Regions from separate parts of the Mus musculus genome. Here region 1 is linked to region 2. The links are chromatin contacts, called in public HiChIP or PLAC-seq maps. All regions are on one chromosome and are shown on one strand. The core of a region is the stretch at or near the end of the contact, and the rest is flanking DNA. Distances in the headings are between cores, read along the strand shown. Region 1 has its middle 23 kb from the start of Gm40746. Region 2 has its middle 29 kb from the start of Gm40746.

The links. HiChIP or PLAC-seq counts read pairs in DNA pulled down with a chosen protein or histone mark.
Region 1: a contact with region 2 is called in an H3K27ac HiChIP or PLAC-seq map of the HPC-7 cell line, with 4 times the contacts expected there. The contact joins two enhancer-like sites. A contact is called at or near these places in 3 of 39 promoter capture datasets (the 3T3-L1 cell line and 3T3-L1-derived adipocytes), 5 of 484 Hi-C or Micro-C datasets (CD4 T cells, bone marrow, bone marrow-derived macrophages and 2 more) and 1 of 115 datasets of contacts at active chromatin or transcription factors (the HPC-7 cell line).

The regions. Positions count from the first base shown.
Region 1 is chr10:96,200,088-96,206,759 of GRCm38.p6, forward strand. No RefSeq gene overlaps it. Among named protein-coding and RNA genes, the nearest start is that of Gm40746, 23 kb to the left of the region's middle. Within about 2 kb of position 1,359, at least 87 of the 459 cell types and tissues checked have an H3K27ac peak or open chromatin away from gene starts, as enhancers often do. A contact at or near this core is called in the HPC-7 cell line, where this site is marked.
Region 2 is chr10:96,148,509-96,155,619 of GRCm38.p6, forward strand. No RefSeq gene overlaps it. Among named protein-coding and RNA genes, the nearest start is that of Gm40746, 29 kb to the right of the region's middle. Within about 2 kb of position 2,168, at least 30 of the 459 cell types and tissues checked have an H3K27ac peak or open chromatin away from gene starts, as enhancers often do. A contact at or near this core is called in the HPC-7 cell line, where this site is marked.

The DNA of each region.
Region 1 (6,672 bases), core at 109-2,608, 51 kb after region 2:
GACCACCTCTCTCACCAAAACCACTAGAATGGATGGCAGAACATATGGTGGCATAATGCACGTACAGGTACCAAACAAATGTGTTACCACTCAATGCCATTACCACTCAGGGCAAAGAATACAACATGGGAAACACCCCCAGAAACTGTTGGAGTGTCTTTTTCTCTGGAGATAGTCCTTGTCCAGATTGTTTGGGGATGAATTCTCTCTCTCTCTCTCTCTCTCTCTCTCTCTCTATATATATATATATATATATATATATATATATATATATACATATATATATATACACACATACATATATATACATACATATACATATACATATACATATACATATACATATACATATATATATATATATATATTGTGTGTGTGTGTGTGTGTGTGTTCGTGTGTGTTGATACCTTATTAATAAATACCAGAGTTTGTTTAGGCTTACTTCTTATGCATTTTATTCCATTCCACAAAAGAAGACTCTACAACCAAACTGCGGAGCATGGAAAAGCAGTGAATCCAAGTGTCTCAATGCCTTTTTCCCCCCTTGCTGGCTGTATGGATTTCCGAAGCATGTGTGTTCTTTCCTTATTGTGCAGATAACAGCATCTACCCCTAGTGTTCTTTATGGGGGTGAGAGGTAAGACACCTCACACATTTATTGTCAGGTGGGCAAGCTCGGGAACTTCCTGCTAGAGAGGCTGCCTAGAGGTGTATGTGAGTGAGGTCTTCCTTTGCTAGTTCTGATGCCCAGTGATGCTTCTGTCAGTTCCACCCACCTCTGAGATGACTGAGTTCTACGGTATGCAATGTAACCAGTTCAGGCGCGCTCGTGCATGCGTGCGTGCGTGCGTGCGTGCGTGCGTGCGTGTGTGTGTGTGTGTGTGTGTGTGTGAAGGGGTTAAACATTTGGCAGACAGCAGTCATGAAGTAAATGCCAGAGACTGAATAAAGGACTTATTTCCCTTGCTTGCTGCTCGTAGAGCATGTCATCTGCTAGCAGGGGTGACACACGTGACAGGCATCAGAATGTGGGTCCTGTAAGAAGGCGGATGGCACACTGGGTAAGAATTCTAGGAGCACAGCTCATTGAGCAGTAGGACGCTTGCCCACTGAAGGCAGGAGCCTAAGTCTATTCTCAAGAACTGTAATCAAAAATGTTCCAATCCGACTCTCGACTTCCTGAGGGGGATGTCGATCGACTTCTCCTTCGGTTCCCCTGTCTGTAAAACGAAGACAAACAGTTTCTACCTCCGAGAAATGAGAGTAAACGAAGGCAGCTTGCTTAGAACAGAGCCCAGGGCGTGGTGCGGACGTCGGCTGTTATTGCTGTTGCTGAGAAAGAGGAAAGATAAAAGGCAGGGTGACTGTTGACAGGAAACTGGGCTTCCCGGGAGAGCGTTCATCTGTGCAGTGCTCTGAGGCCACGGTGCCTTTGTGGTGGATTGCTTCTTCACTGGGGCCATTCCCAGCAGCTGCCACCTCTTCGGAGTCACCTCCCTGCCTTCAGCACCTGCGCATCTAACCCTCACATCACCTTTAGATGCTGTTTTTCTCCGTCAAGGCTTTGAGTAGTCCGTCTAACACGGTTAGACACTCAATGTGGATTTGAAGCGCTGCATACCTTTAGCAGATTGAGGGCCACAGGCACAGGTGCAAAGGGTGTCATTTCAGATGAGGAACAGATAGACATGTAGGACGAATCAACGAATAGAGGTGTAGGTGTGGCGTAGGTTTCCCGAAGTTCATCCCAGCAATGGACTAAAAGAAGTTTTCTTTTCTCTCTCTCTCTCTCTCTCTCTCTCTCTCTCTCTCTCTCTCTCTCTCTCTCTCCCCCCCTCTCTCTCTCTCTCTCTCTCTCTCTCTCTCTCTCTCTCTTTCTTTCTTTTTTTTGACAATATGTGCGCGTCAGCTTTCTCTCTTCAGAGGCTAACCCTCACTGTGACGTTAAGGTGGCTTACACTTAGCTGATGATTGAGCAGAGCAAGCCTGGCTCCTGGGGCCCATCTGGGAGCAGGCCAGTCCTGTTCATCACTAAGTCCTGCCTTCCCTCTGGGTGGCCTGGATGAAGGCAGAGTGGTGGCTTCTGAACGGAACCTTCAGTAGGCACAGGGGACCTGAAGTCAGTGCCTGAGACCCGGCCTGGCAGCCAGATGCTCTCCCAGAGCTGAGTCTCACAGTGTGGCCGGAACAGTGATTCCTCATATAGTTTGGATGTTAACCCTTTGCTCACTAAATGGTTGGCAAATACCTTCTGAGTGTACTGTTGTCAAAATGTCTCCCTTGCCTATCATTAAATTAAGAACAAATTCTCAAATTCTAGAGTTGTAAGTGTTTTGAAACCAACCAACCAACCAACCAACCAAACAAAAAACCTTCTTCGGAAACTGCTTCTTGCAGGCTTGCATATTTTATTTTGCTTTTAAAAGATTGTTCTTCTTAAATTATTTTTATGTATGTGCATGTATTTGTATACTGTGTTTAACCAGTGTATACCAGTGCCTGAAGAGACTGGGTAAGGGTGTCAGAACCCTTAAAGGTGGAATTATAGGTTGCCCTTCATGGGATCTAGGAACTGAATGGGTCCTCTGGAAGAGCAGTTATCCCTTTTAACTGCTAATATACCTTGCCAGCCCCTCCAACCTTTATTTTGAGAAAAAAAGACAATGATTCGAAATGTCACCAACAAAGACGGTAAATGTTAAGCCATGTATCAAAGGAGACCCCCAGGAAAGTGTTTCAAACACTAGTGGATTGGAAAGCTGGGTTGCTCTGTTTGTCTCCTATTAGGTCACTTGTGCAATAATATTTTTTTTCTTTCAAAGAAACATGAGAAATTAGCTTCACTGGGATAGTACCTCATGGGCTCAAATTCTATTTATAAAGCCCTCCTCTGCCAGAGTTCAAAGGGCTTAGTGGATGGCTTCTAACAAACTTACAAAATCCATAAACAGTGGGTTTGGTGACTGTAGAAGACTTGGAGGGCAAGAGTCATTGCTGTGTTCCTGGTTTCTACAACAGTCACATGTCACCCCTCCCAGGCCAGCACATCCCTGCAGTGGCTGGGAACAAACTTTGTGTTTCCTAAGACCAAAGCTGCTTGTCCCCTTGATGGCTGCATCACATTTCACCAAGGATATCTCCCCCATCCATTCTATTTACTTGAACAAGTTTTCAACTAATTTCAGCTCATTTTCCCCCTTATTTGTCAACTAGCTGTATGGGTAAATGGTACCAGCAATCTATGTATTGAATAAGACATGTTCAAACTTAAACATCAAAAAAGAATATAGATGTTGGTTTTCACTGGGAAAAACTTTTGTTGTAGTCTGAAAATTTATACATGGAGTATATTGCAAATTGATTTTTAGGATTTATTTTTAGGTCAATATTGTCTGAATCTATATTCATCAATGTTATAAGGATAGGAGAAAATTCAGTTGTAGAGAAATTTGGGTGGCTTCCATATATATTGGGACACTTTAAACACTGACATTTTTAATAGTAGCACAATGAGTCAGTTTTATTTCTGCTTGGTTTGAAGGTTTTATCCCCCAGAAGACCTCTGTTGGGAAGTGAGTTCCTGAGTGAGCCATGGTGGGCTGTAGGGCTAAGGAGGAGATGCTGGGTACCTTAATGGAGCCCTCAGGGATAGATTAATGCAGTTATCATGGGAGTAGGTTAGTTGTCGCCATAGAAAGCTGCTACTACCAAGGGAGTTTACCTTTTCCATGCTTCAGTTCTCTCTCACATACCTGCTTACCTTTCCATCACATGCAGCTGCCCTGATTTGGACTTCCCAGCCTCTAAAGATAATCATGTCCGAGGCTTCTGTGGGTACCATGGCTAACAGAGCATCTTTCTTTGGGAGGCCAGAAGGTAGTTCAGTTCAAAAGCACTGCATAGCTGGTGTTGGTTCAGACTTCAGGACTCTAACCTTGAATAGTTTATTTTAGGCATATTAAGCACAGCCCAATTACCTTTCCTGGTGATAATAACTCAGTTCCATGTGTACAGTAAGGCTTCAGATGTAACTGCCCTGAGATTCTCTGTGCAGTCCATGTGACACTTTCCATAAGGAAGTGTTCTATGGCTTGACTGAAAAACAAGACAGAACAAAACAAAACAAAACAAAACAACAACCAAAACCAAACTCATGATAAGGGTCTGGAGGAGGATCTACTGTGGTCTTGGCCACACAGATAGCGAAAAGATCACCAGGCTAATAACCACATCTGCTCTCTGCCTTCTGGGCAGATAACGGGGTATGTGTCTCTTCGCTTGACGGGAAAAAACTGTGTGTCTAACATTTCTGGTTCCCCTGGTGCTTATCTGTAAGCACAAGAACCACTGTACCTCCTACACTGCCTCCTTTCTTATTTTATTTTTTTTAAAGAGGAAACTGTGGCTGTGATAGGTGCAAGGTTGAAAGCATTGCCTTCATGGCTAGTCTAGCTCATAGAGGCAAGCACGCCAGAATCACAAGAACAGTAGACAGAGAATCAAGGAAAGGGGAAAGTAGTCATAACCACGATGGCCATGCGAAGGTTATTGAGAGATTTTGTTTATCTCTTTATGCAGATTATTAATATGGCCACGGATTGCATGAAAGAAATCTGACAGATGCATTTTAAGCCACACATACTAAGAAATAGTTGACAGCCGACATTATGCTTGAGCAACAGTCTATCCTAGCTCTATTTTGCAAAACTGTAGTTAATTCTCCTATCTCTTGATTAATTTCGGCTATTATTTTCACTGCAATATTAGTAGTTTTACTAGTAATACAGGTCATTTTTGAGACCTCTCTTTGTTTCCTAGTAACAGCTCCTGGAACTGGTAATTAAAAAAAGAAATCCTTAGCATGGCAAAACAAAATCATTCTATCTCCTTCCTATTACAGGTGTGCCTTCATCCCTCCTCCCAAAACAGGGATTTGGATTCTGCATTGACAAGCTGAGAATTAATATGTAATAGAGTTAGTAAACATAGCAGCATAATTTTGGGATCCAATAGTGTTATGTCTTTGACCTTATGTCATTGATGATGAGAGATGTCTTCCTCTTGGGACATCTCGGGATGGATTTCTTGTCTATAGTCAGATGCTTCTTTTGTGTGGTCTCTGGGATGCATCAGGGTGGGAGGCGTCTGGGACTTTGCTCATTTTCTGGGAGGACAGAAGCATAACTTTACCCTGATGTTAGAAAAACACTGGGTCCTTTCAATAGATTGGTTTCTAGATCTTTGCATTTAACATATACTTTAGGCTGTTTCTCCTTTTGGGCAAAATACCTTAGGGCAGCAGAAAAATTAGCCTTTAAAGGGGAAGAAAAGCTATGCTAAAAGCTATGGTAAATTTAGCATAATCAATGGGGATTTAGGTAGGCGTATATGCTCCCTTTTTATTTTTAAAATTTGCCATCTAAGTATTTGATGGTGCTGTTCCACAGTAGCTTGACCCTAAGATTGTAAGGGACTCCAATAATGTGATTATTTATATTGTAAAATTCCTTAAATCGTTTGCTAGTATAAGCAGGACATTATAAGTTTTCAGCTGTAATGGGAGTCCCAGAAAGGAAATGTATAAAGAACTATTTGACAAAGTTAAGTTCCAGATATGACACAATGGTATTTTTCTAGGAGCCCCTAGGGCCCCATGCCATGCCTGGGGCTCTGTGGCTGCCTAGTTAGGGAGAGGCACGGTGCATGCCTGTAGTACACTCCAAGCACATGTCTCTACACCTGACATCAGAGAGGGCCCCAGACACAGAGAGCCCTAGTTCCAGATGTCAAGGTGATGTGAGAGCCATCTACTGCTACTTATGTGCTAGACACTTGGAACATTCTATAAAATATGCCTTCAATCAAGGATAGGCTCTTGTGGTAAACAAACAAACAAACAAAACAAAAACAAAACAAAAAACAAAAAACCCAAAAAACCAAAACCTTTATTCTTTGTAAGTTACTCCGCCTCTTGCATTCTGTTAAAGCAATGCAAAATAACTAACACATCCACCAAATTTGCCAAGGTTACCAAGTTGCACCATGTGTCAGAAGAACCAACTGTGTCTTCCTATGGAGTCTGTGAGCACAGAAATGCTACAGAAAGGACATTTGACAATGTAAATAAAATTGAAAATGTGACAATCCTGTGCCTCAATAATGTCCTGTCGAGTAATCAATCCCAGGAAACTAATTATGAATATGCTTCATGATTTTTCCAGCTCAGGATGTTCATCACAGCAGTGTTTACAACAGTAAAGCAGCAAATAGCTCATGGGTCAAATACAATATATTAAGAAGGCTAAAGTAGAATCATGTCATTGGCTCCTACATAACCATTAAGTTGAGAGTACACTGTGCCATACCATACCATATCATACCATATCATGCCATGCCATGCCATGCCATAGCATAGCATAGCATAGCATAGCATAGCATAGCATAGCATAGCATAGCATAGCATAGCATACCATGCCATACTGAACCATACAACACTAAATCAAGCTAGCTGACTTAAAAGATGATTTCATTTCGATTTTTGTTGAACCATACTTCACTAAACCAAACTAGTTGATGTAAAAGATGATTTCATTTTGATTTTGAGTGTTCACAAAAAAGTCCATGTTAACTATTAAGATATGTTACATCTATTCATATGTGTTTGTATATATG
Region 2 (7,111 bases), core at 918-3,417:
GTCCTGCCTCCCTGCAATTAAAAGATGAGTTATAACCGTGGCGTTTCTGAGGGTTGGGGTGGTGGTGGGAAGCCCTAAGTCTGACAGGGAGTAATTCAATAGTTCTGTCCACACCAGGATCCTCTGGTCCAGAGTAAGCCACTTGGTCTCTCTCAAACCCAGCTTTTCAGTGCAGAGCGAAGGGATACTGATGCCTACTTCAAAGGGTATTTGAGAAGAAGAGTCAGCTGAGCTTTGCCCAGCAGAGCCCATGTTCCATAACTGGTTCCCTCTGATGCCATTCTTCCTTCTCCCGGAATTGACTTGAGAATCACTAAATATTATGAACACTTGAAAAATTCTTTTGTGTGTGTGTGTGTGTGTGTGTGTGTGTGTGTGTGTAGGCGTGTGAATATACCAGAGGTCCAAGAAGAGCCGTGACCCAGCCTGCTAATTTAAGAAAACAAACAGAGAAGAACTGAATTTTCTTACTAATAATTTCTCCCCTTTAAAGTTTTTGGTGTTTCTAAGTTAATTCCTGCCTTATCAATATGCTAAGGATGGCTTCATAACCTCTACTCTTTCTACCCTACATAGATGGGTATATAAAAGTTAAAAGTGTATGTGCTTATAATTTCCAAGTGAGTAGGGCCTCGCCACACTCATGCAAGTTAAAGAGGGACATGAAATTATAGAATTCATTGTCAAGAGTCAAGAATGAGCCATGCTGTATCTCTCACCCTCGTTGTCTTTATACTGAGATTGTGGGACCTCCACTTAACTGACCTTAACTGCTATCAGAGATTTCTCCATGTAGATTCTCAGAAGGTGGTGTATTTTGATTCTTCTGCCAAACTTCTCAGTTCAGAAATATAGTAACTCAGATTATAAGTTCTGCGGCTCCTGAGAAATTTCTCTCCGCCTCTCTAAGTCATTCGAAGCAGATTCATCTGTTTGAGGTCACGAGAAACGTAGAACATCTTCACAAGCCATTTCAAGTGTGGTGGCTTCTGGGACAAAGTCACAGGCATACTGAAACGTCTTCACTGTCCTGGGCTCTCTCCAACACAGTCACCAGAGGGATGAGATTTTTTGGATAGTAATTTCTCTGTTTATTTTTTTTTTCTTTGTGAAAGAAAATATTCCTGTAGTTCAAGGAATCTAAAATTAGAAATTCTGTACATGTCTCATTATGGCTCGGGGGACAAAGAGGCTAAAACAATGGATGTTTAAAAATAAAAATTGCTTTGTTTGCTCAGGCGGTTTCAGAAATTTAGCTTCACTAGGCAATAGAAAGGGGGGTTATAATTATAGGATTGTAGTGGACTAGCCTGTTGAGATAACCCACACACATTGTATCAACTGGCTACAAAAATATGTCCCTGAGTTCTCAACTGTTAATTTCTGTGTCAGGGGTGCCAGGATAGAGGGATATGGAAATGTTTGTCCTTCCTCACCTGCCCAAAGCGGTAAACAACCTGTGAAGGTCATGTAGCCCCCAACACTAACTAGATGAGTAAGAAGTATGGTGTTTTTTGCATAATAAAGAGCTGGCAGCTGGGGCCGAGGCAGAAGGATGAAGAGAAAGAGAGAGGAAGAGACAGAAGGGAGACATCAATGAGAGCCATCGGGTGGAATGCAAGAGAAGTCAGCTTATGTTAGATGGGCTAGCTGAGAGACTGCCCCAGCAAACAGATTAACACCCTTCTACTATACAGATGTCTCCATGCCTGTATTGTTAAAACCTCAAAGCCCCACATTACTAGCAAAAGTATATCTAGCCTTGGGCACCTTAAATGTTAAAAAGGTGAGTAGATTTACACAGAGAAAGAGTGGGTGTTTGCTTCTGTTTCAGACACTTCAATTTACTAATCCATGGATATTAACTTAGAGAAGTTTCAACAGCAATATCCATCTAGAGGTGACCACAGCTTGGCTGGTCGGACTTTCTGCTGTGAACATCTGTTTTATATCTCCTCCAACACATTTTTTGTCTTTAAAGATTTGAAACTTGGGATAGTAGTAACCCCAAGGGCAGCCCCTCAAGGCTGTTGTTTGCGCTCTGTGAAATACTATTGCACAAGCTTCCCCCCTGGGACTAGTGAAGGGACATTTATAGCAGTGTGACACCAGCGTACCCTGTCTTCTTACATTATCTACATAGCATCTGCATTGAGCAGTAGTGTGAAGGCGAATCTGCTGATTTCCTTTCCTGGAGTATGTGGTGAGTGAGGGGAGCCCTCAGTGAGTGTGTGAGCAGTGGACTAAGTCCCCGAGTGAGTGTGCATTTTTGACAGGGGCAGAGCACGGCAGGAATGCCAATGCCTCTGACCCACGCAAGTCCCAAAGCCTACCTAGGGCGAGGCTCAGGGATCTGGCAAAGCTGTCCTATAATGCAAGTCCAAGTGTTTGCCAACGATTGACTACTCGGTTCAGAAACTATTAACCACAGTTTCCTCCTCTGAGATGACTACAGCCTGAGATGGGGTTCTCCACAGAGACCTCCTACAAGATTAGCTAAACATTCCTCCCTATTCATCGCTGTACCGTAAACCTACCTTCTTGTCCAGCTGTACATGATCACTACACCCTCCATTCAGGTGTCTAAAATAAACATACTGACATTACAGGTTGCTTTTGGCATCCCTCATCAGAGCAAGAACAGCCCACATGATCCCAGCACTTCTGTACGTGCATCTGTCCTTTCTTCATTCTGTCCTCACCTTAGTTAGGTCAATCCCCAATGTCACTCAGAGCATGAGAGGAGGACTTACTCGGATAAGGCACAAAGCACTTCTGCCGTATCATAGCTTTGACTCCTAGAGTTGGCATTTCTACTCAGTTTTTAAGGGAAGCAACCAAGGTTCAGAAAGTTTACAGCATACAACCAGTATGTGTGCTGGGACACACAGCTTTATCCAGATGGTTGAGGTGGACTGTTTCTTCTCAGTGGCCACTTGTGGACACAGTGTAACACACATGAAGGTCCCGGAAGGACTGCTTATCACACTGTGGACTAAGATGGGCACCATGACCTTTGCTACTGTTCAGGTGTTCAGTCTTCTTGGCTTTGCTCTTTGAGATCTTCCTCCAGAGGGTCGAGAGCTGATGGTGGTTGAGGACTCTAGACATATCTAGGTTGTTTTCAGGCACTGTGGTTGATCTGCTGGTGTGATTCTTGTCTGTTGGCGTGTGGGGTACTCATTTTCATCTTGCTGTGACTAGTCTTGTGCCTGTAACAAAGTCAGCACTGGATGAGTAGTCTGATAGCCTGGGAGCTTTTGTGATCCATCTATGCCTACCTTACAATTAGAGTATCCTTAGCAGTGGACATCAATAATGGCAGAAAACCAACATGGGGGATGAAGGCTACTATTCAACAAGAGTGATGAACTCAGCTAAACAGACTGGTATTATTTGCTTGCAAACAAGTTGCATTCATAGATTTGACCTTCCTAATTGTCTTTTTCCAGGCTGGATTTCGACCTTTAGATGTGCTATCACAAATGGATGTTTTCAATCTGGTTGAGCCGCTCAGCTGAGAGTCCAGTTCTGGCAGAAACCTCTATTCTAATCTTTATAGAGATAGGGTTTTTTTTTGGAAATCACTTGAGTTTTTATTGCATTTCTGTACTTATTTGATAAAATTCATGGAATGGAAAATGAAAGCCCAAGAGTGCTGATTTTAATGATAAGTGATTTGGGCTCATAAACTTAATTCAATTAAAAAAAAAAGATGGAAATAATCAAGATGCCAAAAATGAGGACATTTTAGCCTTAATTGGACATACTGACTTTAAGCCAGTCAACTGTGATTTCATTGTTGAAGCAAAGAACACAATTTCAGAACATGTGTAAATTTGTAGGGAGAGGTTATTTTCTAAATGGAATATAAATTTTATCATTCTTGGGCTACACTCGATACGGAGATCTGCTTAGGTATATGCAGTAATGATGTACAATCTTTAAAATTTGATTTTTGTATGTGTGTGTGTGTATGTGTGTGTGTGTGATACTTTAGGTAGAGCATTGTAGATTTTCGTGTTTTCTTAATTCTCCAATAATTCTTCAGTGTAGGCAGTCCTTATCATCATAGGAAAGCCACAGGTTTACGAAGTGGCAAAGCTATGTGTATTAGCAGGCTAGGACTATTAGGGCAAAGAACGACAGCTGAGATGCTTAAGTGACAAAGTTAATTTTCCCCAAAAGTACAGAGGCTTCAAGTCCAAGATCAAGTTAGCAAAATTTTCACGGCCTTTCCCCTTGGCCTGCAGACAGTGGCCTTCTCCCTGTCTACATGGCACGATGTCTTCATCTGAAAACACTGGTACTGTGGGGCTAACTAGTACCAGATGATGTCATTTTGTCTTAGTTTCCTTTGCTCCTCCCCTTTCTTCATGGTTATGTGTGGAGGGGGCACACACATCATAGTAAACACATGGAGGTTAGAGGACAAAGTGGTTGATTTTCCTTCCACTGTGCGTATACAGGGGATAGAACTTAGGTCACCAGACTTGCCTGGAAGAGTCCTTATCCACTGAGCCATCTCTCTGGATCCTGCTGCTGTTATCTTTAAAGGACCCCTTTCCCAATGCAGTCATTGCCTTGGGCTCTAAGGGTTCAGACTTCAAATTCTAAAGTTCAGGGGTATAAAATTTAAGGCATAGCATTGTGATATGACCCAAACTTAGTGATTGAAACTATTTTGAAGAAGTGATGGGACGGCATGCAGATGCTAAAGAAGAGAGTCCTAGTTGGGAGACTGAGGTCGGCACAGGTGGCTCAGAGCACCGGGAAGAGAATTAGTCCAGAGGATGCTTCTTCCTTTGAGACAATGCTCTGTTTTCTCCACCATGGACAGAGCACACCAGAATCAAACCAAACTCGAAATCTTGCAGCACTAAACAATAGGACTCTAGTCTAATGTTAGGAAACTAGGCCAGGCACATAGCACTGCCTATGGCAAACTGTATAGAGACTGCTTTGAGGTAAAATGGTGAAGGCGGCTGGAGAGCTTTAATCACCCTAATCAGGACATCCCTGGGGCCAAAGGGGTCTGGTTACACATCTTCAAAGGCTCTGAACTCCTTTCTGCATCTGCAGGCTGAAAGGGCTGTGAAATCAGTTGCACAGGGAGAGAGAGAGACGGAATTAATACGACTTGATTGAGCTAAGATCATCGTATTCTAAAAAGCAATTAAAATCATTCTGACCTTTGAAAAGTAAATCGCCGAATTTTTCCTGTTACATTTGAATCAGAGGGAAGGCAAATAGTGAGTTTAATAAGTATGAATGAGTTATGCCATTAGAGAACCTTTGGGAGATTTTAATATATTATTTTCTTTCAAAGGAAATTTTACAGTCGCAGAAATCCAGATTCCTACGTTTCCTTTCATGTTGAAGAAGATTGGCATTTCATGTATGAAATATATCACAAAGCATATATTCATGCACCTTAGCCTGGATTAATAGCATTTCTCTCACGTGTTCATGCGACCGTTTGTCTTGTCACTTCAGTTGTCTGCATTGCAAAACACAACAGTAAGCAGAGTGACTTCTGAGCAGCAAACGTGTAGGCTAGATTGGATGGGGGCTCACCTGTTAGGATTCAAACCCTAGTAGAACCCCTGAGTTATCTGTCAGTGTCAGTAGATTATGAGCTTAAGAAGCCGGGCATTGGGCATGCAACTTAGAAGAGATTGTGACAAAAACAGGTATAAAGAAAGCAGAGAAGGGAGAAATGAAAGGAGACAGGCAGGGGACAAAGAAAACACTCAATTTCTATCAGCGTTGACAGACTCCAGCGATCGGGGGTGCAGAGTCAGGAAGAAGAGTCAAACAGCATGACTTGCTTCTCCTTAAGAGTTGCATTAGTGTGACAAGCCTGTGACATTTCTGGAGAACTCACACACACACACACACACACACACACACACACACACACACACACACATACACACACACACACCTATATTGTCTTCATTTGCTAACTCACTGTAGTTGAGTGCCAAGCATTTGCTGTTTATCTGTTATACTGTGATTATTTATTGAGTTCATTCACTGTCAGGTGTCAGTCTTGACTCTAGGGATGCTAATGGATGCAGGTGGATGCTGGCAGATGCGGACCACTGCCCTTTGTACCACATGCGTTTTAGTTGGAGTTGACTGCCATGGAGAAAAATAAATCAGGGTGTAATAAGGAAGACTGTAGTTCTAGAAATTTCTCTGGGAAGGGCTTGACAGCTAAGGCAGCAAAATAGAAAACAAAAGTGGGCCCTGAGATACTTTGTTACCAAAGTTGTGTTGAGACTGTTTCACTATAGTTCTACTCTAAGAAGGAAGTTTGGGGTTTCAGCCACTAAATTGTAATAATTTTACAGTAAAAAATAATTATGATTATCAGCTCATTCAAAATGTGCACCAGGCAGCTCTGACACGCACTGTTCCATACATGTCATAGAATACCAAAAATGTAGACCCCTTCCTGGTACCAATGCCTGAACACAGAAAGAACCTGGCAAAAGTGTAGGCATTCTAAATATATTTAAAGGAATCTAGGTTAAGTCATGATGTTTAGTGGTTCATACACACTAATAATATCCTTTTTTAAAAAAAAGATTTGTTTTTTTATTTTATATGAGTACATTGTCTTCAGACACACCAGAAGACGTTATCAGATCCCATTACAGATGGTTGTGAGCTACCATGTGATTGCTGGAAATTGAACTCAGGACCTCTGGAAGAGCAGTCAATGTTCTTAACCACTGAGAACAATTTCTTCAGCCCAGCTATTAATAATATATCTAAGTTAGGATATTGTGATGGTTTGTAATATGCTCTGCCCAAGGAGTGGCCCTGTTGGAGTAGGTGGGTGTGGGCTATAAGACATTCATCCTAGCTAAGTGTAATTGAGTATTCTGCTAGCAGCCTTCAGATGAAGATGTAGAACTCTCAGCTCTGCCTGCACCATGCCTGCCTGGACACTGCCATGCTCTTGCCATGATGATAATGGACTGAACCTCTGAACTTATAAACCAGCTCCAATTGAATATTGTCCTTATAAGAGTTGTCTTGGGCTTGATGCCCCAGTGTAGGGGAATTCCAGGACGGGGAGGCAGGAGTGGTGGGTGGG